Regions from separate parts of the Mus musculus genome. Here region 2 is linked to region 1. A link is a contact called in public Hi-C data. All regions are on one chromosome and are shown on one strand. Each heading gives the region's core, a stretch centred on a gene start, on an enhancer-like site or on the middle of the called end of the contact. The rest is flanking DNA. Distances are from core to core; before and after follow the strand shown.

The links. Hi-C and Micro-C count contacts between places; a contact is called where the count stands out from the background.
Region 2: a contact with region 1 is called in a Hi-C map of cerebral cortex, with 2.4 times the contacts expected there. The contact joins two enhancer-like sites. A contact is called at or near these places in 3 of 15 datasets of contacts at CTCF or cohesin (the NIH/3T3 cell line, large pre-B cells and pro-B cells), 19 of 484 Hi-C or Micro-C datasets (CD4 T cells, CD8 T cells, the G1E-ER4 cell line and 12 more) and 7 of 115 datasets of contacts at active chromatin or transcription factors (T-cell acute lymphoblastic leukemia, craniofacial prominence, embryonic fibroblasts and 4 more).

Annotation. Positions count from the first base shown.
Region 1 is chr5:148,893,195-148,900,326 of GRCm38.p6, reverse strand. It overlaps Katnal1 (katanin p60 subunit A-like 1), which reads left to right. Exons shown (of 11, transcript NM_153572.2): 5 at 6,051-6,178; 6 at 6,539-6,644. Among named protein-coding and RNA genes, the nearest start is that of Katnal1, 32 kb to the left of the region's middle. Within about 2 kb of position 3,101, at least 112 of the 459 cell types and tissues checked have an H3K27ac peak or open chromatin away from gene starts, as enhancers often do. A contact at or near this core is called in the G1E-ER4 cell line, cerebellum and cerebral cortex, where this site is marked.
Region 2 is chr5:149,333,980-149,341,111 of GRCm38.p6, reverse strand. No RefSeq gene overlaps it. Among named protein-coding and RNA genes, the nearest start is that of Gm35704, 10 kb to the left of the region's middle. Within about 2 kb of position 2,676, at least 43 of the 459 cell types and tissues checked have an H3K27ac peak or open chromatin away from gene starts, as enhancers often do. A contact at or near this core is called in the G1E-ER4 cell line, cerebellum and cerebral cortex, where this site is marked.

The DNA of each region.
Region 1 (7,132 bases), core at 1,852-4,351:
CTGGCTTATAAAATTCTTGAAAATATAATAATTGTCTATTATAAACCAAAAAGATAGTTTCTGCAGTAACCCTTGTACCTTTCTTATCATAAAATGACCATCCCAGGTCAACAAAAATCACTGGCTTCTCAGAAGTCAGAAGCCGTGGTCCCAGTCTCTCCCAGTCTCTGCTGCTTCCTTCTTTCCTAGGGTGACCAGCGCTCTGTGTTATGACACCTTATGAGTTAGTAGCCCCTTGTTTGAGGATGCTACTGTTTTGGGGGATTCGTAGCACCTGTTTTTAGGAATTGGATTTTTGATTTTTACCTTTTTGTATTATTTTCTTTCTCTGCTTAATATGTTTATAAGATTTCTCTATGCCTTTGCTGATATTGTTAGTTAATTCTTATAATTGCACACTATCGTGCACAATTAAAAGTTTCCTTGTGTGAGTAGATTTTTGGGTTGTCTAGTCTGGAACTATTGAATAGTGCCAATTTGGATCATTTTATTCTTCTTTGGTGTGCATATGCATCAATTTTTAGTAAGTGCATATTAGGGGTATGTAACCTAAGGTTTTTCAAAACCTACTTTAATAAGGGTTCTTAAATGCTTCAACCTCCCTTCTAGCCAGCCGACCAAAGGTAGGGGAGAAAGGTTAACAGGACAAGGAGTAGAAGCAGGTCTTTGGGACAATTCCAAGCACGAATCAACCTCAGCAGTCCAGTCCAGTCGGCAAACACCACACATGATTTGGCATGAGTTTGTGCAGCAAGAAGCAGCCAGAATACCATGAGAACTTCTTTGGCAAATTTCTCTCTCTGAAGTTATAGCTTGCAAGCAGCCATCAGTGAAGACCAGCAAAGCGGCGTAAGGCGAACCAATGCAAGAGTGCCCTCCACTGTCTATGGGTTTATATCAGGTGCCCTCTCACAAGACAGCTTCCAGAAAGATATCACGTGTCTGTTCACAGCAAAACATCCTCTCACGTGTCTGCTTCTGTAAAACATCCTCTCATAAGACAGTTTCCAGAAAAACATCACATGACACTACTGAGTCTCCAAAGAAACCAGAAATGTCCACTTAAGGGGTGGGATGGTGGGGTCCTGGGAGATACCTAAGTTAGACATTGGGAGGTCACATCACATCATCAGACAGTTTTGCAAGCGGGTGTTAGCAGTTTGCACTGTGACTGGCAGAGTAGGAGGCACAGGTCTCCACACCACTGTCAGTGTTCAACATCATTGTCATCGTTGGTCTCTTGAAGGGGCCATGGTTTTACAGGAATATTTACTGTGTGTTGTATGAATACTTTATAACTTAGGAGACTGGAAACTTCTTTGTGGCTATTTTTCATCAGTGGGGTATCTTAAGGACCCTCTTATTCTGGTCTTCTCACATTAAACAATCTATCCATTTTCATATTTGTAATCTTACGGCATTTTTTATCTCTATAGCTGTGGCTGAATTGCACGTATGTAGAGGTTGGCACTATTTTTTTTTTTAAATCCACATTGGATTTCTTTTCCCATTTATGATCTTGGTGTCTGAGAGATGTGCTCTTGGGTTATGGGGAGGTTTTGTCTCACCTGTGTGTTTCCCTCAGGGTGAGCACCTTTACTGGGATTCAGCCGAGCTCCGTGAGCATTCCTCAGCTCTTGATTTTAGAATTTGTATATTTTTGTTGAGCTTTTTCTCAGTTTCAAGGTTGTCAAGTTTCCAAGGGTTTGTGATCTCTGTTTAAATGTGGTGTTTTATAAATGGGAAGATTGAATGTGAAGTCTTAGCAACCATATTTCATTTATTCCTCCTAAACCTCATGAGCACTGAGGTCTCAGTCTTTTTGCTTCATTGCTGTATTCTGTGCCTAGAACAGAGCCTGGCACACTAAACCTGCTCATGACTATTGTGGGAAGAGTGTGCATATTGGTGAGCACAGAGCTTGCTGTGGATCTGTTGCTACAATCCTTGTATCCTGATTGGGCAGTGTAGGGCGCTGCACCCACGTCAGTAAGTGTGCTCTGCATTGTCTGCCTGCGTTACTTTGTGGGGCAGTAGGGCTCCGGTGGGCTGCAGGCTGGCGTCCTTGTCTAACGTTTCCTGTGTTTGTTTCTGCTGTGGGGTGGAAGCAGCCCCCATGTGCAGCAGTGTGCCCTGTGAACAAACTGGCTGCAAGCCCAGGCCCACAGCTAGAGTGCCTAGGCCGCTGTTGCCGCTTGGACGGGCGGCTGACTTGGTTTGCCAGTTTCCTCGCTTCTTGAATGTGCTGATATGTGCTAGGTTCCCAGGGCACCAACACCGTGAGCATTGTGGATGTCAGCTGCTAGACTGACCTGACAGTGGGAGACAAACAGAGGCATGAAAAAGATTATACAGAATTAGCAGTTTACAGAAGAGATATTGGAGCTGGAGAGATGGCTCAATGGTTAAGAGCACTTGTTGCTCTCCTAGAGGACCTGAGTTTGGTCAGGTAATTCACAATCCTGTGACTCCTGCTCCAGGAGGATCTCATGTCCCTGGCTTACACACACACACACACACACACACACACACACACACACACACACAGACACATTTAAAAACAAAAACAATTAAATATGTATAATTGATATATTGAGGCTGAGAATGTAGTTCTTTGATAAGAGTGCTTACCCAACCATGGATGTAATTAATCTTGACACCAAGAAAAAGAGGAAGGAAGGGAGGGAGGGAGGGAGGCAGGGAAGGGAGGAAAGAAAGAAATGATACGTCTAAGAAATTTTGCATTTGTTTTTATCTACTGAGTCCAGGCAGCAGAGGGTAAGTTGGACATGGGAGAAGCAACAGCTTTATAGAAAGAGCCACAGGCCGTCTACAGCTCGGAGATGTTCGGGTGACTGTATGTAGTTCACTGCCTGACTAGAAAGGCAGTATCTTTGTCAAACAGGACACGCTGTCAGAAAAATCCTATGTTGATCTGAAACCCGCCTCTTCTGTTGCTTCCTATCGGCCTCCGCAGTAACAGCAGCCAAGGGTGGTGGTTCCAGTAGTAGCTCATTGGCTTTCGTGGCCCACATTTCCCGGAATCCTCCTCCACGTGGTGTGATGTGCGAGCCATTTCTCAGCTGGTCATTGAACAATGTGTCTGTAAAATGCACGGCACAGAGCAGTAGCTGTCTGTGTCTTAATCACTCAGTCCCACAGTGAGAGGAGCTGCAAAGGAAGATGCGCATGCTATTTGCATTTGGGGACAGGCTGTGTCAGTCACTGACTGCAAGCTATAAATATTTGCTTTGTCACTTAGAGCCTCATTTTCTTCACATAGAATAAGAGGCACGACTCACAAAAGATCCTTACGGAAGTTGTCTTGATTTGAATAATTTAGAAATTAGTACAAAGAAGCTAACTATTTTGCTTTAGGGAAAAGAAAAGTGTCTATCAGCCTTCACACTGTCAAATGGTTGCTAATTCTGACCTTAGTGCTTCGTGCGCAAATCTAAGGAAAGAGTTCTGAGGTCACTCTGTGATGTTCCAGTCTAGTGTTCTGTAGAAGACCCCATGTCCCAGATGTCAGCTTCATTGCTTGAAAGCTGTCTGTTTATTAAAGTAGTGCAGCTAATGGACTACTTCTGCTCAGGCACACGGCGTATGTATCAGCTCTCCCCGCCCTATTTTATGTTTGTGATAATGACACTACTCGCCCACTTTCACGGTGATTCTGCTGTAGCCTCAGAGTTCTCCCTTCACCATCTTGCTTTGACTGGCCAGGTCGTTCAGAGGCTCGCACCGACTTCTCTGTGCAGGAAAGGGTTTTACTTGTTAGATTCCTCCTCCTTCCCATCATCCTTTCCAGCAGTAGCCACCAGGGTTGTCTGAAGTGCAGGTCAGATCGGATGCTGCCCGTTTCTCCATCCTGTCCTCAGTCACGTCAACAGCTCGGCTTTCCCACGGGGGGCTGGATAGGTGCTTAGAGAGGGCCACAGTGCATCCTCACCCTGCCTGGAAACCGTGCTAGCAATCCGATGAGCTGTCTGATACCTGCTCACATCTGCCTTTGGACAGTCCCACGATTCCCATTTCTTTGAGTCAGAGATGGGGCTTTTCCTTCCTCTTGGTGTGTATCGAGCCAGCCTCGCCTCCCTGTTCTGAGGGCATTTGTGTGAAAGTGAGATTTGAACTTCACTTTCCATGTGGCAAATCTGAAATCACAAAGTCGGCCCCTGTTGATGCTCTCACTACCTCGTTTCGAGCATACTGGAGAATGGTCATAGTGTTCCCAGGGTTTGACTTGCGAGTGACTCATAGCCATGGCCTAGCCACGTCGTAAAATGTGATCCGAGACAGAACTTGTTTTAAGTTGGTTGGTATTGTTTGTTGTGTTGTTATGCTAGGAGCTTGTTTTAATAGAGTCAGTTTTAATACCTGCCACTTTTGCTACAAGGATATTACTAAGCACTTGACCTAGCCCTAGCACTAGTCTGCCCAAGTGAGCAGGTCCTCAAGATGAGGTCACCAACACACTGTTTGGCCATTTGCTCGGAGGCTCAGATGATCAGGACATTTGCCACAGGAGCCATTTGGTTCTCTTCTGGTACTGACTGCTTCTTTGTTTACCTCAGAAGTGAAACTGGAGAAGTCTATCATGGTCTGTTGTCTCCTCACTGGACCCCTTGCCCTTCATTTTTCTATCAGACAGAAAGGGGCTGATGCTCTTGAAGGGGTGTGGCTCTACACATTAAAGCTGATCTTGTGGTTGGAATCCCTGAGAAATCAGAGCATCGTCACATTCACCACCTCAGCACTGCAGGACGCTTGCAGAGTCCTGCAGCTCATAGAATAGGAGCCTAGAATTTTTTTTTTCTTAAAGCCACAATATTAGCAAAAGGACTTAGGACAGACTAAACTTTTCTTTAGCTCTTGATTCTGTGGTTGAAAAGGGTCCTCTAAGCAGTGGGTCTGAAAGGTCCTGAGCAGAAGGAGGCGGGAGAGCTGGGGTGGGGGTTGGGGCTGGATGTTATGACTGCACTTGCTTGGGGCCATGCTGAGTAACTCTGTGATAGGGCCCCAAGAGCTGTCCTGAAGGAGACCATTGAGTCCTGTGTGGTGACTCAGTAGCTGGGGAAAGCTTGTAAGTGCAGGAAAGTCCCAGGTCCATCTCGCCTGTAGCCTTTGTACTGGCTGCTTTGGGGGATCTGTCAGCTTGGCCATTCACTGTGCTCTTTAAGCAGCTCAGTCAGCTGTGAAACTGGAGAACCGAGGAAAGGGGCTGCTTGAGGAGGCAGGAAGGCCTGAGCTACATGTTCTGTCCCAACGTTTACTGGTAAATGGAGCCGGACTTAGCATTTACATTTAATTTTAGTCAAAAGGCTGAGAAGTACCAGGCGTGGTGGCGCATGCGGCAGAAGCAGGTGGGCCTCTCTGAGTTTGAGGCCAGCCTGGTGTGCAAAGCGAGTCTAGGACAGCCAGGGCTCTGTAGCAGAAAAGCAGAGAAGCCCTTAGTTAGTTGGCTTTCCCTGTTTTCCTTATCCACAAAGAAAGGAAAAGCAGTCGCAGGGTTGGGTGTTACATTAAATGAGCACCGTGTGAGCTGTTCTGTCATAAGGCCAGGCAGTGCTCAGTACCTGACGTTCGCCTTGCACATCAGCAGTCTGTTCTCTAGCAGAGGTGCAGATGCTTTGCATCCAGGGAGTCAGAGGCAGGCTAGTGAACTCTTACCTGGGACTGTCCGCCAAGGAGTGTAGCTGGGAGGAGGATTACAAAGCCTGTCCAGTTGAGACAGGTCTGCTGAGTTAAATAGGGTGGGATGGCATCTAGGCAATCAGAAGATAGCATTTTAAATAGCAAGAAAATAGTCTTTTAAAGCGGTTCCTCTGGACAGGAATGTAGCTCAGGACTAAGGTGCTTGCCCAGCATACACATACAGGCTCTGGGTTTCATCCCAGCCCCATAGACATGTGGACCCACATGCACACATTCGTATATATACACGCACACATGCACATGGGCACACATTATATATCGAAAGCTTGATGATATCAGTTATGATATGTTATGTTGTCACTGGCCATAACTTCTCTTACTCACACCTCCAGGCAAGGAAAAATGTGCAAGATGGTGCAAGTGACAGCGAGATTCCCAAGTTTGATGGCGCCGGGTATGATAAGGATCTGGTGGAAGCCCTGGAGAGGGACATTGTGTCCAGGAACCCTAGCATTCACTGGTGAGTGAGCGTCTTGAGTTGTGGTAGAGAAGGAAACTCATCCTAAGGGTGGGTTGCTGTGGGTCTCCTCTCCTCCCTGGTCTCCTGATGACGCCTTTGTCTGTAATACCCATCCTGTCAGCGTCCAACCAAGGATGCTTTCTATGTTAACTTGCTGTCGACACACTGATAGAGTTTGCTCGCTGCATAATGTGTTCTAATTAATAACTCCAGGATGTTCTCGCTGATCATTTTCATATAGTAAGGATCACAATACAGTCTTACTATAAGAACAGTTTTGTAAGTAAGCAAATTTAAAGTAATAACCTGGCCTTAAGTCAGAGGTGTGGCTTGAATAAGTGTGCAACTGTTCTTCCAAAGGGATGACATAGCAGACCTGGAGGAGGCTAAGAAGTTGCTCCGGGAAGCTGTTGTCCTGCCCATGTGGATGCCTGACTTTTTCAAAGGGATTAGAAGGCCATGGAAGGTGAGCATGTCTGGCAGTCTTGGAGTGGGGATGCTTGGGTAACCAAGGGCAACACTGCTGTGGACCTGTGTGCTGGCACCAACAGTCGGGCGACCGGGCAGCTCACATTCACCTTCACACCTGGCTGGGAATTCGTAGTTGAGATGCTGCGGCTGCATAGCAAGAGAGATGGGCTTAAAGCAGAGAGGCTGCCATCTTCAAAGCCATGAGTTTCAGGGGCTGAGATAGAGGCTAATTTTTAAGAACGTTTGGATGTCTTTTTCTGTAAATATAGTTAAGCAAATTAAACTGTGTCTTTGTGTGTGTGTGTGTGTGTGTGATGTGTGTAGGAACATGTACACAAAAGTGCAGGTGACCCCACAGACCAGAAGAGGGCATTGCATCCCCTACAGCTGGAGAACAAGAGCTCGTGAGTCTTATGTGGGTGCTGGGAGCTGAGTGCAGCTCCTCTGCGAGAACAGCACACTGTCTTCACCATGGAGCCATCT
Region 2 (7,132 bases), core at 1,427-3,926, 440 kb before region 1:
CTGTGGTTTTGCTGAGCCTGGTCTCAGGGGTTGGTGGCATGGCCTAGCCAAGGCTCTTTTCTCTTCTCTTCTTCTCTTCTCTTCTCTTCTCTTCTCTTCTCTTCTCTTCTCTTCTCTTCTCTTCTCTTCTCTTCTCTCCTCTCCTCTCCTCTCCTCTCCTCTCTTCTCCTCTCCTCTCCTCTTCCCTCCCTTCCTCCTTCTGCTGCCAGGCTTGTCATTCAGACACTAACTCATCACCGATGCCAGACCCCCATCCTTTCTTCTCTCTCCCTGTCCTCACATGAGACTTAATCTGGCCGGGGTTCAAACCACTGGATACACTGTCATTTAGGTCTCAAGTATTGTATCAACTAACTAAAAGGCTTCTCTCTGCTGAGAGCCAGCCATTGTCACTGTCACAACAGGCCAGTTACTGGGGAAAAAAAAAAAAAAAACCTCCAATGAAGGCTGAATCTCACTCAAAGGGCCACATGAATGTTCTACATTGCTCCGTCCTCAGTCAAGGGGGTGACTCAAAGGTCCTCCCATCATGCGACATTTCTGACTCAGTACCCATGATGTAAAAGCATCCCAAAATAAAAACACGATGAATTCACTCTCTCTGCCTGCCAAGGCAGCCACGGCAGTTCAGCAAATGATAGTCTGCCTAACAGGGAAAAACAAAAATGTGAGAAGCCAGGACGGTGGCTTCCTAGACATCCTCGCTGCCATTTTACTCGGCTCCCTTCCTGTACTTATCTCCCCCTTCCCCAAATACCCCCTCTCTAACTCCCCTAGAAATAACTGTAGCCAGATATTCCCCTTTACCCTTGTCCTGCCTCCTGTGTTTACCTGTATTTATTATGTTTGCAGCAAGTCCTTGACAATAGAGGTCCTGTAAAACACAAATCAATCAAATCTCTCCCTTTCTTAAAAAAAAAAAAAAACCTACCACAGGGGCTGGAGAGATGGCTCAGCGGTTGAGAGCACTGACTGTTCTTTCAGAGGTCCAGAGTTCAAATCCCAGCAACCACATGATGGCTTACAACCATCCATAATGAAATCTGCTGCCCTTTTCTGGTGTGTCTGAAGACAGCTACAGTGTACTTTGATATAATAATAATAAATACATCTTTGAGCCGGAACAGCAAACGGGGCCTGAGTGAGCAGAGGTCCCGAGTTCAATTCCCAGCAACCACATGATGGCTCACAAGCATCTGTACAACTACAGTGTACTCATATAAATAAATAAATATTTTAAAAACCTTAAAACCTGCCACAGAGTCCACCAGGGCATTGCCATAAACCCTGCCCCTCCCACTAGTACTCAGAGCGCCCACCCCACACACACACACACTCGGTCCCTGCTAACCTTTCTGTGAGTGGAGCAGTTTTTCATTCTTTCCCTGACACAACCACACCTCTGCTCCTTGGCCTTACTGGGTGATTGATTCTCTACCTCAGGACCTTTGCACCTGCTGTGTTACTAACCTATTATGTTATGTGACTGTTCTGATGTGGCAGTCACAACTCAGCTCCTGTGTCACCCTACCTCATCGAGCCATGAGCCATGTTCTACTTTACCTCTGAGAGCCTGGCTCAAGAGAACCCCAGGGTCACTGGCCGGCCAGTCTAGTGCAGCCAGTGAACTCCAGGTTCCGTGAGTGACCCTGAGGGGGCTGGAGAGATGGCCCAGAGTTTAAGAGCATGTGTTCCTTTTACAAAGGGCCCAGGTTAGACTCCCAGCACCCACTGGGCAGCTCACAACTGTGTGTCACTCCAGCTCCAAGGAATCCTACGACCTCCTCTGACCTCTGTGGGCACAAATACACATGATGCATATACGCACATACAGGCAAAACACTCACACTCATAAAATAAAATAAGCAAAAATAATAAGGTGGGAAGTGACTGAAGAAGATACTGTACACAAACCTCTGGCCTTTGCTTGCACACAGACTGGGGTTGTGTGTGCGGGGGACACGGACAGACAGAAAGAATGAAGGCTTAAAGTATTACCTTTAGTGTTTTTAAAAATCCACTTCCTTGCTGCATTTTCAGTAGTGCTTGCTAGGAAAAATATAATCTAATTTATGATTTTATCTTTGGGGAGAATTTAGCCTTGTGAATCTTTAGTGGCACAGCTCTGAGTCCAGAAGCAAGGAGGAGGGTGGCTGTCAGTGGCAGGCTATTTTTAGCGGTGGCTCAGGGCTCCAACTGAGGTGTAAACCCTGGGACTTGTAGCTCAAGTTTGTGAGCAGGAGCAGGCTAGAGCTTGGTGTGGCTCCGCTGAGAAGCCTATGTCCTGGGCCGTGCATAGCCCTGGGTCAACTCCGCCCCCACCCTCAGCACAAGAAGTGGGCATCATTGCATGCCAGAAAAACACATCTATGAAAGAAAGACAAGAAACCTAAAAGCGTTCAGAGATCAGATGTGAAAGAAAAACTCTAGGTTTGTAGAAAAAAGAAAAGCCCCGAGAAGGGCCCTTGAATATTCGCTGAGCCCTATACTATAAGTGAAAACACCTGGTACTTATTATTCTGGATCATGTTCTAAGACAAAGGACCACCGGTGCACCCAACCTAGGCCCCACCCCACCCTCGACCCTTCACCCCTTCCCTGTCTTCAGAAATGAGATTCTTTTCCGCTGCCTGGAGGAAGATTTTTCTGGGACTGCCCTTCCGTAGCTGCCCTCATCGTTATTTTGCTGAGCATCCCTGGTCAGCTGATATAAAGCAAGAAGTGAGTGGTACCCAGGCTGCCGCGCATCCTCTCCCACACAGGCCTGCTTCCTGCTCTCCACTATTTTCCAGAGACCTGGTGTTTGGCTGGACAGGATGGCTCCAGCCTTCCCCTGCCAGGCCCACGGCCTCTGCTGATATCAAGAGCTTATGGTGAGACCCTGGCAGGACTGCGCAGGCCCAACAGGCTGCCAGCCACAACCCCACCCCTCACCCTCAGCAAAGAGAACAGCAGCAGCCTGCCTCACCAGAAGGGTTTGGGCTGAGCTGGCAAGGCAGCGACAAGCAAAAAAGTCTCACGGGTTTTCCATGGCGCCACAAACTGGATACAGGGCTCCTGTCTAAAGCCGGATGAGGCTTCATCCATTGAGCTGCTGGTCCGTGCAGCAGTTTATTTAAAGAAGCCACATAGAGTCCAGGTCCGGGTGAGTGGATTTTGGCTTGCCAGCAAAACCGGAGACAATATCAGCTCATGTAAACCCTCTGTGTCCTGGTAAGATAGAGTGGATCTCTTTCACACTCAACTAAAGAAACCGAAGCTCGTGTGAGATCGCACCGATAACAGAAAGAGATTCTGGGGATGAACCCTGAGCGCTCCCACGCTGCCTCGGCCATTTCCGAGCACAGACACAGATCTTCCTGCTGTCCTGCCTGGGATCATAGCCCCAGTTCTGCCTCCTTGTTGTTGTGTAACTCTGTAGGGTGGCTAAATACGTCTGTGCATCATTTCCTATGAGAATAAACATAATACCTAGGGTGTGAAGTTGTCTGTGGATTAAATCAGTCTGCATTCATGAAGGTTGGGGAATGTCACCATATGCCCTTAATCTTGCTTCTCTTTTCTGCATAACTAAGTTTTGCCAGCTCTGGTCTCTACACGTCTAACCCTTATAAGCCAATTCAGGCTATTTTAGCACTAAAGAATTTCCACAGCAGAGAGGCTGTCTGCTTTCTCCCAGTTGGACATGGTTAGGCGATGCCCACATTCAAAGCCACTCCCCGCAGAGGGGTCGGAATGACTGTGGGAGCCGTGACAGTCTCCAGGTGACACGGTACCCTCTAGCCTCTGCCAGATGGGTGGTGGGAGACACCCCCGCTACTGATACCCCCAGGGTGACCAACACAGAGTTGCCCCATCCTCCAAGCGTCCACTGTGCCACGGTGATGTGGTGTCTAGCAGGCAGCCTGCACATAGCACCTTCCAGCATACTGAACGGAGCCAGCAATTGGGTTTCCTTGAGCAGTCATGAATTCATGAGATGCTGGGATGGAGGACAGATTTGAAGTAGAGGTTAATGGAGACCCCTATCCCCAATTCTCAAATCTCTGTTGCTATCCATCATCTACCTCCTCACACCTATACCCGGAGACTCTATACTCCTCGCCTCTCTCTAGTCAGAGGGTCTAACCTGACAGAAAGGCTTCATGGGGCAGCCATGAAGCCCGCACTCTTGTGATATGATATGTATGGAAAGACACCCCCACCCATTACCACACCTTGATAGCTGGTCCCCAGCTGGCTAGCTGGTTCCCGCTGCTAACTATGTCACATTGAGATCTCCTGGGGAGACTCTAAGATGGCAGGAGAGGCACGTGGCTGAGTAACTTCCCTGGAGGACAGAGGAGAAGCTAGCCACCCAATCCAGGATCTCAGAAGCACACACACCACCCATCAAAGGTCCCTGTGATGAGCAGACATCCTGAGCCCTGAGGCCTCTCCCTCCTCTGAGGATAGCCGAGTCCTATCTGGCTACTTATACTGGATAACTACTATGGGTACTTCCTAGATTGAACCCTGAGACTTCCTCAGACTGAGGAACCACATCTAGCTCAATGTCTTGTTACTGGGCATCGTGTACTTCCCGAAATGGGAATCCTGTGCCCAAAGCAAGGCCTGGGCAGCCACCACCCACCTCCGCAGATCAGTCCTCCCACTCCCTGCTCAGAAAAGGTGCCCTTATCCATGTTAGCGGGTCCTCTACTTGATAGGGAAAAGATCATGACAGGAGCCTGCAGAGCAGAAGTGGACTGTAGGCAAAGCAGCATCAAGGGGATCGAGGCCAGAAGAGGCAACGCAGGGACTATGAGATCATGAGGACACCACATGGCAGTTTGTAACCTACCAATTACCTGAGTTTCTTGCCTAAATGTGCCTCATTCACATAGACCCTAAAAACCATCCTCACAGAACGATTAGTCGGGCTGGACACAGAGAACAGAGATGCCCCAGCTCCCTAATTAACCTTTTTGCTCCAGTACTGGACATGCCCTCAGGTCATTAGAGCGGCAAGAGAGCCGCATGTGGGTATTCTGGGAGTGGCCACTAGATGGCGCATCCGCCCTGCCAACCCCGGAGCACTGTGTGATGGAGCCTTACCCTTTAATGAGCAAGCTGCTCCCTAAGGACCTCAAGGCAGGGAAAGCCGCAGCCTCCCACCAAATGTTTCAGGTTTGCTTATCCTCAAGCGTGAGAACATTTCCCCAGCACCACCTGGCAAAGTAAGAGCCAGCCGGATACAGAGGGACTTTGGCACACAGATAAACCACCCACCCTGCTGCCCTCCCGGCTATATGTGGATCTTGCTATGGGTCTCAAGTTTACGTAGATCAGAGATGCTGGAGGTTTAAGCAGGAGTGGTGTGAAGGGCTAGGGCGATGCTCGGCGGTAGTGAGTATCCCGCCTGGTCCTGGGTGTGCTGCCCCCAGAACCGACAAGAAGAAAGGAGATGCCATCGCTATGCCGCTACTCAGCACATGGCCAGCCAAACTCCTCCGGTGGTGGCTTCGTTTCTCAGTCTCACATGGAGGCTCACACTTGTCAAAATGTGAGTTATGTGAACAGAATAAAAAGGGAGAGAGACAGCTCTTCTTTTCTTGGTCCATAAAGCAGATTCTGAAAGGTTTGCACCTCCTCCATAGGACCCAAGTTCAATTCCCATCACCGGCATGTTAGCTCAAAACCATCTGTAACTACAGTCCCAGGAGATCTAGTGCCTTCTTCTGGCCTCTGTGGACACTGCACGTAGGCGGTGCAGACACCATACACCACATCCGCAGGCCAAACATCCACACGCATAAAATAAGACAATAAAGTAAAAATAGAACCATGTGCCTTATACAGGGTGTTCGGGAACAGACTGAGCTGGGCCCACGGTTGTATCTCAGAGCTACGGGAGGCCGCAGCAGATGCAGGATGCTATTAGGATTGTGGCTTTCCTACGTTACACAGATGGTGGAGGGGGCCTGCAGGAGAGAGGCCTGTTTCCTGGCCTCCAAAAATACTGCTCTCCTGAGCAACCGATCTCCCTTTATATCACTTGCTCATCCGTTTCCCTTGTTCCGATAGCTCCCAGGGCTGGTGGCCCACTGGAAGGACATGTCTGAGTCCACACGTGGATCTTCCATTACCGGTACCCCCTCCCGGCTCCTGCTGTGAAACACAGGCCCTTCCTTTTTACTGTACTTTCAACTTCTGTTGTGCGTCCCTTTAATAAGCTACCTCAAGTCCTTTCCAGAACAGAACAGAACATACACAAAGCAAAAGAGGCTCTGGAGACCTTTTCTCTGTGTCCTTAGGTTACCTCCCCAGGAAAAAAATTTCTAAATTTTCTGCCAGACTTCCCAAGCGGTGACATTTTCTATAACGCCTCTCCTAAGAGTTGCCGCTCATTTGGGCGGCTCCGAGTGGTGAGGTCTTCTACACAGTTTGAATTTTGCGTGTGATACACAGAGCCCTCATTTCCTGATTTTCAAAAGGCAGGATGTGTCTTCTAATTTCCCTCGGAGGATTTAGGTAGCTGGCTGGGGAGAAGAGATTCACACGTTTAAATTTGGTGCATCGGGAGGTTTAAGTAGCCGTGTGACAGTTTGGATCTTAATTGACTCACAAAAACTCTTATGTAAAAGGCATGGCTGCTAGGCTTGGGTCTGTCTGTGGAGAGATGCTGATCTACTGAGTCTGGTGGGAGGAAGTGAGGTCACCGGAGGTGTGTCCTAGAGCAGAAGACTGAGGCTGCAGCCACTCCCAACCCTCTCTTCTTTCCTTCCTGGCTACAGTAGGCAGCCTTCTCTCTCTCTCTCTCTCTCTCTCTCTCTCTCTCTCTCTCTCTCTCTCTCTCTCTCTCTCTCTCTGGAGCTAAGAGTTCTACATCTTGAGCCAAAGGCGGTCAGATCCCATACTGGGCAGAGCCTGAGTAAAGGAGACCTCAAAGCCCGCCTACACAGTGATGTACCTCCTCCAACAAGGCCACACCTCTTCCAATAAGGCCACACCTCCTAATAGGGCCACTCCCCATGGCCAAGTGTCCAAACACATGACTATAGGGGTCAAACCTATTCAAACCACCACACTCATGTATCCCTGCCCCACTCCCTGTGTTTTTTCAAATATTAAGCTGTTGCTTCAAACACTA